Linked DNA regions of Drosophila melanogaster: region 2 is linked to region 1. Evidence: chromatin contacts called from public Hi-C data. All regions are on one chromosome and are shown on one strand. The core of a region is the stretch at or near the end of the contact, and the rest is flanking DNA. Distances in the headings are between cores, read along the strand shown. Region 1 holds the start of Nsf2 (N-ethylmaleimide-sensitive factor 2). Region 2 holds the start of Hel89B (Helicase 89B).

Region 1 (6,861 bases), core at 315-2,814:
CGACAAGTTCCGGCGGAAAAACACGAGAGGCGAAGGCGCGTCGGAAAATCGCATTGAACTCTTTGTCTAGGCCACCAATGCCCATCTTGCCAAAGTCCCAGTCCGGATTTATGATGGACTGCCGCACGATCTTACCCTTGGAGCGACCCTGCAGATTTAGCACAGAGTTTTCGGCCTTCTCGAACTGCACCACCGTGTTACCGAGGATGCGGCCGAATCGTACGTTCCGAGTCTTCGGTAGGGAATCGCCCACTGTTCGGGGATCCACTGCCTCCAGCGTTTTTACAGCGAGGCCCAGGAATTTCTTGTCTTTGAACTGAAAGGCGGTAAACATCCTTATTAGCAAACGAACGATATATGTACATTAAGGAGCATGTTAGAAGAATTACTATGTTAAGATAGTTGCATTTCCTATGAGGGCAGCCTAACACACTATTTTTAGTTCATAAAAAAGGGGGACATTGTATGCTGAATTATTAAAAAAGATTTGGCAGAGAGCCAAAAAGATGATCTAAGGGAGAGTTACGTGTCTTTGGGTTTCTAATTGTTGGAGGTAAGCTACCTTGTTAATATTTGCATTAGGTCACCGTCTAAATGTGGAATATGAGATTCAGCATCTCATGACAATCAAGACACGTCAGTAAATATAAAATAACGAATATCGAATAACACAAATAACGAATATTCTCACTACCGCTATGCTATGAACGTATAAATCTTTTTGTAAAGTTATACAAAACCAAAATTATTATAAGTGCACACAATAAATGGTGAAATAATGAATAGGTGCGTCCGAGATAAACCGAGAACCCTCATTGAATTGGGTAGTATTTTAACTGGCTCTGGCATATATCACTAATCCTCTCCAGATTACTACCTTAGTTTCAGTCCTTTGCTATCTATTTTTCTATACTGCATACATTTATGGGGGAGCCACATCCACACCATTACCTGAAAGACGAGCGTTTGGCCGACGGTCAGCGGCATTCCGGCGAACTGCATGAGGAACTCCTTGGCCATCTCGTCGGAGTCGTAGGGCTCCTGCGTGGTGGTCTTCTTCTGCAGGAAGTCCGTCTCGAAGGAGACCAGTGTGATGATATCGGCGCTGGCATCGAATCGGTACGGCCGCACGTCTATTTCCTGGTTGATGGAGAGCGTGGCCCACTTGCGCTGGACCAGCGAGAATCCGACGTGGCCGAGCGGCAGCTCCGGCCCGCTGATCTTCTCCAGCGCGAAGATGTAGTGCAGCCCCGGGCCCGGCGAGATGTCCACATATCTGCAGGGTATCAAGCGGTGCGTCATTAGCATAAGCGAAAGTTTCCATAGGCTCGTACGCCCACGTAGGAAGTGGAAAAACAACAAAAACCAACACTCACTTGACCTCCTCCGTGAAATCGGACACATTCACAATCGCCTTGTTCGTCAGGGACAGCTCATCCGTTGGGCATTTGATCGCTCTCATCCGGTGGGCTTTTTCAATTGACATTTTCGTAGCAATTTTATAATATAATCCCGAAATTGTCTCAAACAGCTGATAGCCCGTTGAGGGAGTGCAACCCTGTTCGGCATTGCGTGTGTGTATGCACTGTGATTGCGAGCAAAAGATGCCTGCTACGGCACCTGCAGTGCAAATTTGAATTCATTGGCGCGCATTTGCATTTTCTAATAATACATATATCCCCCGCATTCAAGACTTCTTCGCTGTTGCTAAGCAGCTCTGCAGCACCAGGATTGGTGAAGAAAACAATCCAAAAAATGTGTTGTATCAAAAGCCAAATCCTCTAAGTAAATAACGATAAAATGGGTGGCATTTGCAATTCAAATATCTTTATTTTTACTTATATATATATAATATGGTAATAAAACTTGTTATGCCAATCACCAAAGACACTAGAACAATATAATATATATATATAATATATAATATATATTATATATATAATTATGTATATATATATATATTGGACAACGACATCAAGCCCGCCTTTGGAGCAGCCCAGGAGATGTTGGGCCCACCGGTCACCGAACTCCTGGAGGACGGAATGCTCTCCGTACAGCAGGCGAAGGCCACTGAGAGGTCTGGCCTGGTGTATATATAATATATATATAATATAATAATCTAGTATCTTTGCAATCACATTATCGGGCTGTTCATTTTAGTCTTAAGAACATTGCAATGCAATGGAAGCAAGTTCATCCAAAAAATAATGCAATATTATTTTTTTAGATGGTTTTTTTATGCTTACGTGGTTCTTTTAAATATAAAGCATTACTGAATTATTTGGAATCACTTGGAATTATTTTCCTGGAATTGTAGATACAATATTGCATTTCCTAACCTAACGTCTTAAATGTATTGAGGTACAAGTGGACTAGAATGGTTCCCTACCCATCCCATTGCTTCGCCCAATTTCTTCAGCAATTTGGCAGCTCGACGGTCGGGATTTAGGGAATTCACCCACGCAATCAAGTCAAGCAACCGTTTGATGCCAATGGAGACGTTGCGGCCATCCATGGCGATCTCGATTTGGCGTAGCTCCTCGGGCTCGAATCGTTTTGAAGCTTCCACTATGACCATAAGTTCTTTAGGCGTGGAAACATTTGGCACATTGTGAACTGAAGTGAAAACGGATAGCAAGCCCAGTTCCTCCAGGACATCGAGACGATTGCTTGTGCAAATGATGATGAGCTCGTGGCTGTTGGGCGGTTGTTTCTTCAGAAGAACCGTCAGCTTCTGCAGGAACTCCTTGGAGTACCGCTTACCCAGGGCGCCGTAACCAATGACACGCTCAAAGTCGTCAATGATGACGCAGCTGCGCCTGGAAACATAGGCGTCCTCCAAGACTTCCCGTATTCTCTGGCATTTTTCGGAATCGCTAAGTCCCAGCAATTCGGCCGACGAGATGTATTTTATAAAAGGGCAGTCTGTTTTCAAAGCCATTTGAGCGGCCACCGTAGTTAGGCCTGACTTGGGCTTACCTTCGACCAGATGGCAAGACCATCTTGGGCGTCCGGTGGACAGGAGATCATTCGGATCGAAAGCGGTACGATCTAGATATTCATATGGCATGAGCAGCTGGAGAGTCTCCTCCTGCCGGCCAAATCGTGGCTGAATGATCTTTACCGCGGCCAGGAGATCGACCTGAGTGACTTGAAGGCCCTTCGGGCATCTGGTGACGTGAGTGCGGACAATGGCTTCATGGAGGGCTTCTCGGACCAGTTGGCACAGCTCGTCCTCCGTGAAATTTTTGGTTTTCATTGCAATTTCGCGTGCGCAAACATCGCCGGCCACCGTAATGTCACCCAGCCTGTTGATGCGCGATTTTAAGAGGTTCACACGCTCCTCAGTGTTGGGTAAAGTGATGTTGACCATCTTGGCGCCCGGGTTGGCTTCTTTTATGGAGAAATTATATTGGATATGAAATGGTCAAATTGTATCAGCTGTTCTTTACAAAATGGTTTTGTATATTATGTTATCCACCTAAAATCGATTGCGATAACTGCGATCGATTTTAAATTTCAGGGACGGTCGAAGTTTCGATAAGACGGTGGTTCAATTCAAACCATTATATTGTAAGTTTTTATTATTTTATAAGGTAGCTTAAAATTAAAATAATATTAATATTTTGAATTGCCATTATTTTCCGAACCAATGTGTTATCAGCTTCGTTATGTATGTGTTATCAGCTTCGTATTACGATAGTGTAACCAAATTTCCATTTGAAAATACTGCTTTTCCACTTGGCTATTACAAAAAAAGCGCGCCACTTTTGAAAAATATCTAAACTTAAAATTAGTAAAAATAATTGCACACTATTTTATCCATCAAGTATTTTAATGCCTTGACTTTAACTACATGAAATGCAGAAAAAATTTCATCGTACATATATGTCACTTTAATATTTGTATTGTTTATGGCTAATAAAAATACCGATAGACCGATTGACTGGCGGTTTCGATGTACTGCAACCGTTACAATTTAAACGACTTTGTGATTTATGATATTCTTGAGTTTCGTTCCGTTTGCTAAAACCTAGGCACACATTATGAATTCCCGCTTTTCGGCTCTTCTGCTGGGTTGGCTGTGCAATTACTTGCAATATCGTATTTTTCTTCTTTCCTTGCCGCTGACCTCGAGCAGTTAATCATGCGCTCGATAATTGGATAGTGGATGTCTCTATTCGTTCTGGGTTGCACAACAAATTTATAGCGTGCATTATATTCGGACAGTTTAATTGGGTATCGACATTTATTAATTTATCCGGTCGGCCGGCCTAGCGTAATGCCGGTAATTTCTTGTCCCATCCGAATTTGACCACTCAAGGCTTTCAACACTCCACATCCGCACAGCATCCTCCTTCCCACTCCTTGCCAGCCCATTTGCATGCTCCCTCCAAAGGGCCGAGACTCGCGTCCGCTATGCACATTAATTAGGCCGCTTCATTAGACACATGTCCATCAAAAGTGGTCCGGTTCAAGATCCAGACTCGAAGCGAAGACTGCGCCGCCGGCGAGGGAACATAGTGCATATGTATATATCCACCCGATCCGAGCCTGACTGCCTCTCGTGTTGCCTGTTTTGTGTAATTAAGCCAGGCGCTCACTATTTAAATTGCTGGCGGGTGGCGAGGGGATGTCGAGAAGTCCAGGAGCGACACTGAAAAGAATTTTTTGCAATCCTAAAGTGATTGTACTAAATAAAAAATACAAGAAGTGAAGAAAGTTAGTTAAGTTAAGAAAATAGTTAATAATATGGCCACCTGTGAAAGATTGGTTAATAATCATTTTTTTTTTTTAGCAACTCATACTGCACTGAATTTCTCCCAGTGCAGCCCACATGCGCCCGGGTGTATCACGAATCTCCAATTGCGGGCCAGCTGTAGTGGCTTTAAAGACGAGGCCATGGCCAAGTGCAATTTGCAGGCAGGCCAGCAGCCTCCGCCGCATCCAGATCCGCATCCTCGCGAGAAGATCGAGAGTCTCAAACTCCAGACGTTCGCTCGTCAGCGCTTGAGCCAATAATTATGGTTATTAATCGGCCTGGGAATTGGCTGCTAATTTGCAGTTTAGTTACAAATTCTGGCCGCCAGCGTGCAATTACCCGCTTAAATTATAGCCTCAAAATAAACAAAACACCGCAACGCCAACGATGGATGGTCAGTTCGCTTAACTCCAGAACAGTTCAGCAGTCGGGAAAAGGTCACAACACCAAAGAGGCATCCACACGGAAAAAATTGTGCTTTAAAAAACATTGCATTTAGTTTAATTTAGTCCAAGATTTCGTGGCATCCTAAATATTCGAACAGCAAAGATACAAATTTTCGAATTAATATTATTAGTCAGATTAATATCAATATGAAGATATGTTTTTCGATTATAATAGTTAGATTTAGAGATGAATTCCACTTGTCTTAATATTTTGTGCCTTTCTGTTTTGTATTTTTTTGCGAATTTTTGTATTTATTTTCCTGTGCAGCCATTTGGCTTATGCGTGTTTGCTTATCACGAGTCTTATCGCCGATTTGGCCAGGTCAATGCCGCACAGTGCGGCTAATGGGTAATGACGCATCCAGATCGGCGTGGCCAGTCGTCCAACTCCTGCTGGCACTCGTAATTAGACGCCACTTCTGGTGATGGGGCGTTACTCAATCAAGAGTTGATGGCACATCCCCTTGCCGTCCGGAGCAGCGGCATCATCATCATCATTACCATCATCATCGGCGGAGGAGGTGCAACTATCCTGCCGCATGATCGGGCCCAACTACAACATAATTTCCAGACGTCGACGCGTCAGTCCTCCAATTTCGGAGGCGCGCTGGCAACACTTTCGGGCCACCAAATCAAATCGTGTGCTGTTTATTTAAATAACCATAATTTGGCGCACCATCGAGGGCCCTGCTTAACCCGCTATGGCCCCGTAGCTCGCCGCTGCTGGGGCTATTTATTAACCCACACACTCAGCGCATCGATACCGAACCAAGACGATCTGAACCGGAGCGATCCTTGGCTTTTATGGCCATGGCACATGATTTTCCCGGGCTGTGAGAACATAAAAATTCAATTTAATATGCTCCCCAAGAATTTCGTGGACTCCCCGACTTTCCTTTACGCCGTCATCTGATTTGGCGGCTGGAAAGCGTTTTGTCTTTAGCCAGTCAGCATTCAATGAATTCCAGTTTAATATGCTGGGCCATATGCAATCAAAACCCGGCTATGTCAGTGCAACCAAATTTGTCGTAGGCGTTTGTTTGTGGCATCGTTTTGTCCATAATTATGGTTGCATCGATTCCAATCCGAAAACAGCATAAAATCTTATTTGAATTGCTATACTTTATGTTGCATACTTTTCGAAAACTAGTCAAATGTTGTGGTTATTTAGCTTACTGTAAAGTGCAAAAAAAAAAAAACGCTTAAACCAAATCTTCTCCTTTCTACTGCTAAAATATAATATAATTAAAATTTAGCTAGCTTAAGTTTTAATAAATGTAACGTCATGCTTTAAGCAATCAATCAGAAGTGTTAAAAACCAAATTCCTTACTCTCTATATGCATTACATATCGTTTATTGGCCAAGTGCCAGGACATTATAAACAATTTATGATCCCACCGTCCGAGCGTCTCGAACGTCCAAATGTCCGAAAGTGGCCAAGTAAATTGGCCCGATCGCTGGCCGGCTACGATAATCTGCGAAGATCTTTTACCTAAGTGGATCTCTAGTTGGTTGGTTGGCTGGCTGGTGGACTCAGCACGTCAAGTTTAGAAAAATGAGCTTGTTAACGCTCCATGATGAGCCCAGTTAGTGTCTAACCCGGAGCCAGATCGATTCGCTCCGATCGTTCGCAGATGGAGATGGATGTGAAT
Region 2 (6,229 bases), core at 2,908-5,407, 2.1 Mb after region 1:
ACAAGGAGAGCCACCAGGGATTTGATCTTACGCTCCTCCAGGGCAGCCAGGTGTTTGGCTTTAACTGCTGCCGATGCCAAAGCTGCCGCCGCCGCAGTCTGCATGTTATTTTCGCTAAATGTTCCTTCCTTTGGCACCGCCAATGGCCCTGTTCCGGTTCCCGTTCCCTCTTTGGCCTCAGTGCCGTCCTTAGTTTCGCCATCGCCACTGCTGTCCTCCGTCTTGATGTCCACTTCGCCACCACTTGCGGCTGCTGCGGTTTCTGTGGGTGAGGATTTGTTTGATTTGTCTGACTTGATGGCTGACTTATCGCCCGAAGGCGAGGAGCCGGACGACTCCTTTGGTTTCTTGTCAGTGTTGTTGGTGTTGCCTGTCGCTGATGATGATGTGGAACTCGAGTCTGTGTTTGTGTTGGTCTTATCCGATTTTGTATTGTCTTTGGACTTGGCATCGTCTGTGGTTGTTGTTTGTTATTTGATGGTTGTGGTGTTGATGTAAGTTTGGTAGATTGGGCGCAACACAAAAACGAAACAATATACGAATACAGTGCCAAATGGTGAACAAATTGCGAATTTTGAATGAAAGCAACACAAGAGTTCAACAAGACAAACAAATGCAGAACCAACAATTGAGTAAATTCCCTTTAAAATCGATTAAAAGAAAACTCGCTCGACTTAGCGACTTTTCCCTTAACCAACATCCATAAACCCCCTTTACCGATCTCTAATGGCTTTGGCTTACCGTCTTTTTTGCTTAGGTCCTTCATTTCCTCATCAGAGCCGCCAGCGGATGCAGATGCGCCACCCTCCTTGCCCTCTTCATCGTCCTTGTCGTTTCCGGTTCCTGCGATTCCACTATTGGCCAGCCCAAAGTTCGGATTAAATTTACCACCTGCCGAAGCCTTCTCCACGTTTTTCAGGTGGTTGTCCATTATTGTAGCGGGCACCTCATCCTAGCATAAGTTTTACATTGGATGTTAAAATCATGGTTTAAACGTGACTAAAATGTAACTACCTTAATGGCTGCAAATTCCTCCATGGCAGCCTTTGCTGCTGCAGCGGCAACGCGAGGATCGACCACAGATGCCAGGAATGCGACGGTGGACATAATGGGATTGCCACTCTTGCTGAACGGAATGGGTTGGCAGGCCAAGGGGCCCAGGAAGCCACCATCATCCTCTAGATACGGGTCCTCGATGGGAAGTCGAAGGAAATGCAGAATGCACTCGTCTTGAGTGCGAGATCCAACGTGCTCGCAGACCTTGTTCCAGTCGTCCTTGTGCATTTCCAAGCCCTCAAGCAACAGCAGAGTCTCCTGATCGGTCCATTCACGAGCCATGCTTGCCGCCGTTCGATTCCTCATGGCCGCCGGCTTCTTTGCGTACTGATCCAGCTTGAGTCCAAACTGGCTCACTCCGGAACTTAATCCTCCGGCAGCGCCATTCTCTAGAGCCTCTGTCTTGATGCCAGTCAGACCACTTTTATCGCCCAACTCCAGGCCGCCATCTTTACCCAATGGCTTTTTGTCCAGATCCAACAGCGTCTTTGCCGCCGACGGCTGTTGCGTCTTTTGCGGATTTATGGACTGTAGACCTGATGGCGTATCCGAAAGAATGTGAAAGTGTGAGGTTGGTGGTGGACCCATAGGGGTGGGGCGGACATCCGCATCGATCTGGTAGTTAATCAGGCCCCATTGCTCCAAGAAGGCGTGTACTCGCATTATGGCGCACACATCTCCGGCAAGATTACGCCTACAAGCTGTGCTGGTCAAATACTCCGTCGGATTGAGCCTGAAATAGATGAGTAACATATTCAAAACTATTTGCTGCAAAAAAAATGGAGCTTCAACTTACCTGTACGTATCAATCATAAAATTCCTGTAGGCCATATAGATTTCTGGTGTCTTTGACTTATTCTTGCTGTTAAAGAATTCCGGCATGGCCCGTTTCTCGATCACATGAATGGAGTTGTAATCAAACCAAGCCGAGTACGAAGGCACGATAATGTGGTGCGTCTGCTCGGTCACATTGTCCTCCATATCCTCTTTGGCCGATGAAGAGAATTCCTGCGTGTTGCTGTTATCACTTGTCTTGCCTGTCTGCGAGTTTTCCCCATCTCCGGTAGACATGGCTTGAGCGGCGCTTCCTCCAGTCATTTCGTCATCCAGATCGGTCATAGTGCCACCTAGATATCAGTTTGTTTAGTCAATGCAGATATAAGATAACAAAACTTACCTTTAATGGGCATCATGTCGTTGTCGCCACGAGATTTACCGCCCGGAGCTGGACTGGCGGTGGACTGCAAGGCGGCATTTGCCTTATGAACCTCCTGAACATTGGGCTCGGCCGGCGGATCATCCAGATCGCGAGTTAAGTCCTCGTCATCATCGTCGTTGCGCGACTTTTTGTGCACCACGGCGGGAGAACGCTTACGCTTGCCCGGCTTTGAGGTGGATGCCGAACTGGCGGGAGATGGTGAACGGCGTCTCTTCTGCTTGCCTCCGCCCGAGCTGGCAGCAGGCTTCTTCTTCTCGTCGCCGAATGACATGATGTCGTCTATGGACATACGCTGTTTGTGCGTCTTCTTCTTGCCCTGTTCGTCAACCTCGTAGTCCTCCTCGGCCATCCACTCATTGTACTGCTCCAGGTCCACGATCCAGGATGCAGACACACGCCAACGTTCCGCCGGTGACTCGGGATTCTCCGGAATGTGATCGGGCAGGTCAAAGTTATTCACAGCCCAAGAATCGTAGGACTCGGGGAAGTAGTACCAATGCAGCATCACATGTCCGCCGCGCTTGAAAATGGGCCGCGCATACTCGTCGGGATGTGGGTCCACCACAGGATAGACGATATGGGTGGCGTCCTCCTCGTCCGACACAATCTCTACCCGTCGATTGTCCAGGATCTCGCGCAGTTTTCCCTCGAAGCCCTTTTCAATCTCCGGCCGAATATAGATGTACGGTATGCGATACAAGTCCGCCTCGACCAACGCCTGCTCAATCTCGATCAGCAGCTGGATGTTGGGATCCTTGCGCGTGGGATTCTTGCCAATGGAGAAGTCGAACTTCTTGCCGCGTTGCTCGGCCCGGAAACGGAACATGGTCGAGAAAATGATGCACAGACCACCGCCGCTCTTGAAGTCCAGAAAGCAACGCATCTGGTGTGGGTGGTACGATTATTAGAGATATGTTTTAATGTACGTAAATCATGTAGCTAAATACAAAATATAAGCTAGTGGTCCAAACATTTGGCCATTGGAGGATTAATATTTACGTGTACACACGCAACACGGGGCACCCTGTCCCCCTCACCAACCACAGGCACTATCAATACTAACCGGAATTCTGGTTGCCGGCGGATCCGCTGAGTTCTTGCCCAGCTTGGCTTCCACATACTGCAGGAAGTGAATGAGCAATTGGGCCAAGGACTCCTTCGTGATGGGCTCCGAACTGTGGGCCAAATACTGCAATAAATACGGTTGTGAGTAAATCGTTTTTTTTTCGCCGCCTGACAGCGCCATTTTTGTTTGCGGCGGCGTTGTTGTTGGCACGCACCTTCTTGCAGTTCTTCTGCAGCCACTGGCGAATCGATTCAAAGCCCTGCAGCGTCTCCGGCGACTGGAAAAAGTCTATATTCGGACTTCCGTCCTTCTTAGGACCCAGTGTGTTCATGTTGCGGCACTTTTGTGGACTTTTTGTCAATTATCTTTTCACTTTTCCACGCCAAAAAGCCAATAAACGCTGCGTTGATAAAATAGAGATGGTATTTAAATCGATGTTGTTGTGACAGTCGTTATCGATATTTCAGCTATCTCCACTGAAAGTTATCATTATTTTAATCTTAGGTTAGGTTAATATATAAACCTATTGGTTGGTGGAAGCCATATATTAAATAACAAGAAAACATATTGGCTGTTAAGAGAATTATATAGACTTCGAAAAAGTTATAGCTAGCTAACGTGTCAGTTAGCTTTACATCTCAGTGGGAACAAGCTATTATGTGAAAATTGCTGTTAAATTCAATAATGCCATCTGGTCACAGTGGCGGTGGTGCTGTATTGGCGTCCCGCTCGCGCCGCCTAAAAACCGATGCACCACGATAGTCAGGCCGCACATATAAATGCGACTCCATCGCGCTAACATGGCTGCTGGGAACCGAAAACTTAAAAATATTGTGCTGTCAGAGTGTGTTTGCATCAGCGTGAAGCCCAGTGTTAAGTTAAAACATTGACTGCCTACGCCCACCAACGACAATTGCCGTAAATCGAATTCTGCCGTTATTCGCAACGCCGGATTCCCATCCGTGTGTCCGTCGCGAGTGTGCCAGTGTGCGTGAAAATAAAAAGTCAATGGTGCGTGAGTGCGAGTGAGTAGGAAGAAAGCAAAAGCGATTGGATTGATTTGTGACGCTGCTGGCGAAAAGCAGTACCCAGTACCCCTTTCCTTGGGCCAAAACACACACATACGTACGGCTATAGTAACTCAGCATCGATTGTACAGTTTGAGAGCAAACAATTCAATTAGAAAATGCAGAGCGCATGAGTTGAATTGTGAGTGGGCGCCCCACATAAGCTGACTGCTACCGCACAACGAAGGGAACTAGAAAGAGGAGTGCGTAGTGCGGAGAGAAGAGCAAATGCGAAGCGAAGAGGAAGAGAGCGAGAGAGAGCAACCATTGCCAAAGGTAAGTGATATAACACTCGGAGATCGGGAGTGGGAATGCGAATAGGAACATAAGGAACCCCTAAATTCTTATCCTAGATTGCAACATTATTTATATGGCAGCAACTTATCGCTTCCGCTTGCTTGTGTGCGTGCGATAGAGATAGATAGAGTGGGGCCAAGGGGCTCTGTTTATTGATAAGAGAGGAGAGCGAGCGAGAGAGAGGGAGAGAGAGAGGAGGTGGGCGCCAACGCAGCAAAACAGCGGAAATCCTTTACAAAAACTTGGTCTACCACTAGCTCTTTGTCTTCGCCTTCTAGTCTCTCTCATCTTGGCAGCCCGTTCTAGTGCGCGTATTTTTAGTCGCAACACATTGCCCAATTCGCCAGCCGCTATTTGTGTCGTCCATTTGTTCATTCATCGGGCTCTTTTTCCGATTTCAGTGGGTGGCATTTAACAATAATCCCTGCGTTCGCTGTCCACGTCCACATTACGATACGTTTAGTGCACGGAAAGAAATAAGCATGTGGTTTCATAATATTAGCTATTGAAAAAAGTTCTTAAATTTAAGCCTCACTCGATTCTGATGCATGAAATATTATTGGATTGTAAATGAGCGTCATGTTTTGGTATACAAATCTCAAAGTAATTTAAAAATTCTCATCTTACCGTACCTTGAACCACTACCAATCATCTCAGTACAGCATTTCAGCGAATTTCTCACTGTGCACTACAATGCCAGGCGGTACAAGCACCTGTATTTATTTATGGTCCGCTGCCGTAATCGACTGCAGTCGCCGCTTCCCTCTCTCTTTTGCTACCAACAACTTGGGGTAGGGCACCTGAACTAGTTTCAAACGGCGGCGGTCGGCCTTTTCAGCTTTTTCGCATTTGCCATTTTCCCGCGGTTCGCAACATCAGCGACATTTGTCACAGTTTCTTAAAGAACATTTGAATATCCAAAGTTTACTTGCCGAACTTGACTGCGGCATTGCGATGATGATGCTGCCCGTTGTTTGTCATTCAGCTCCATTAATTCGATACCAATCAGTATTTCGTGCATTGTGCAAAATACGCAGCAACAGCTGTTCCAATATTGGCCAAATATGGTGCAAATATTGAACTCTTCGCATATAAAAAACATATGGCGCGATCAATGCCGAAATGTGTCATTTTCGGCGAATTTGAGCAGATGACCCATTGAGCCCATAATATGTACTTTATTGAATTTGAAAAATTTGTATTTCCCCAAGCAATAAAAACACAGAACTCCATATAAATCATCCCTTCTCTGGGAATTATGATATTAATAAGTGGGCGGACAATGAGCTAATCTTCCTTAGGGTTAAAAAAAGTACCCTCCATTACAATATAAACTTAGTCAAGTGTGACAAAATCATGTATATATATATTCATATAATTAATTTATTTTCGATGATCAAGCAAGGGAAATAGTCGCGCTTATCTTTAGTGTAAACAAATGACCCAGCATTTCCGCAGGCCCGTTTTAATCTGTAGAATACACATGTCTATTAATAAAAAAAAAGCTCACAGAACTTGCCACAA

The links. Hi-C and Micro-C count contacts between places; a contact is called where the count stands out from the background.
Region 2: a contact with region 1 is called in a Hi-C map of the Kc167 cell line, with 1.8 times the contacts expected there. The contact joins the promoter of Hel89B here to the promoter of Nsf2 in region 1.

What each region holds. Positions count from the first base shown.
Region 1 is chr3R:13,836,427-13,843,287 of dm6, forward strand. It overlaps Nsf2 (N-ethylmaleimide-sensitive factor 2), which reads right to left and starts at 1,565. Exons shown (of 4, transcript NM_001300390.1): 1 at 1,377-1,565; 2 at 952-1,276; 3 at 1-316. The coding sequence starts at 1,486. CG31495 reads right to left here and starts at 3,508. Exons shown (of 1, transcript NM_169559.2): 1 at 1,814-3,508. The coding sequence starts at 3,373. The coding sequence ends at 2,348. It also overlaps the pseudogene CR46415.
Region 2 is chr3R:15,969,141-15,975,369 of dm6, forward strand. It overlaps Hel89B (Helicase 89B), which reads left to right and starts at 4,158. Exons shown (of 7, transcript NM_169693.2): 1 at 4,158-4,684. It overlaps mor (moira), which reads right to left and starts at 3,773. Exons shown (of 8, transcript NM_079649.4): 1 at 3,556-3,773; 2 at 3,339-3,464; 3 at 2,234-3,158; 4 at 1,853-2,183; 5 at 1,015-1,789; 6 at 742-952; 7 at 1-454. The coding sequence starts at 3,672.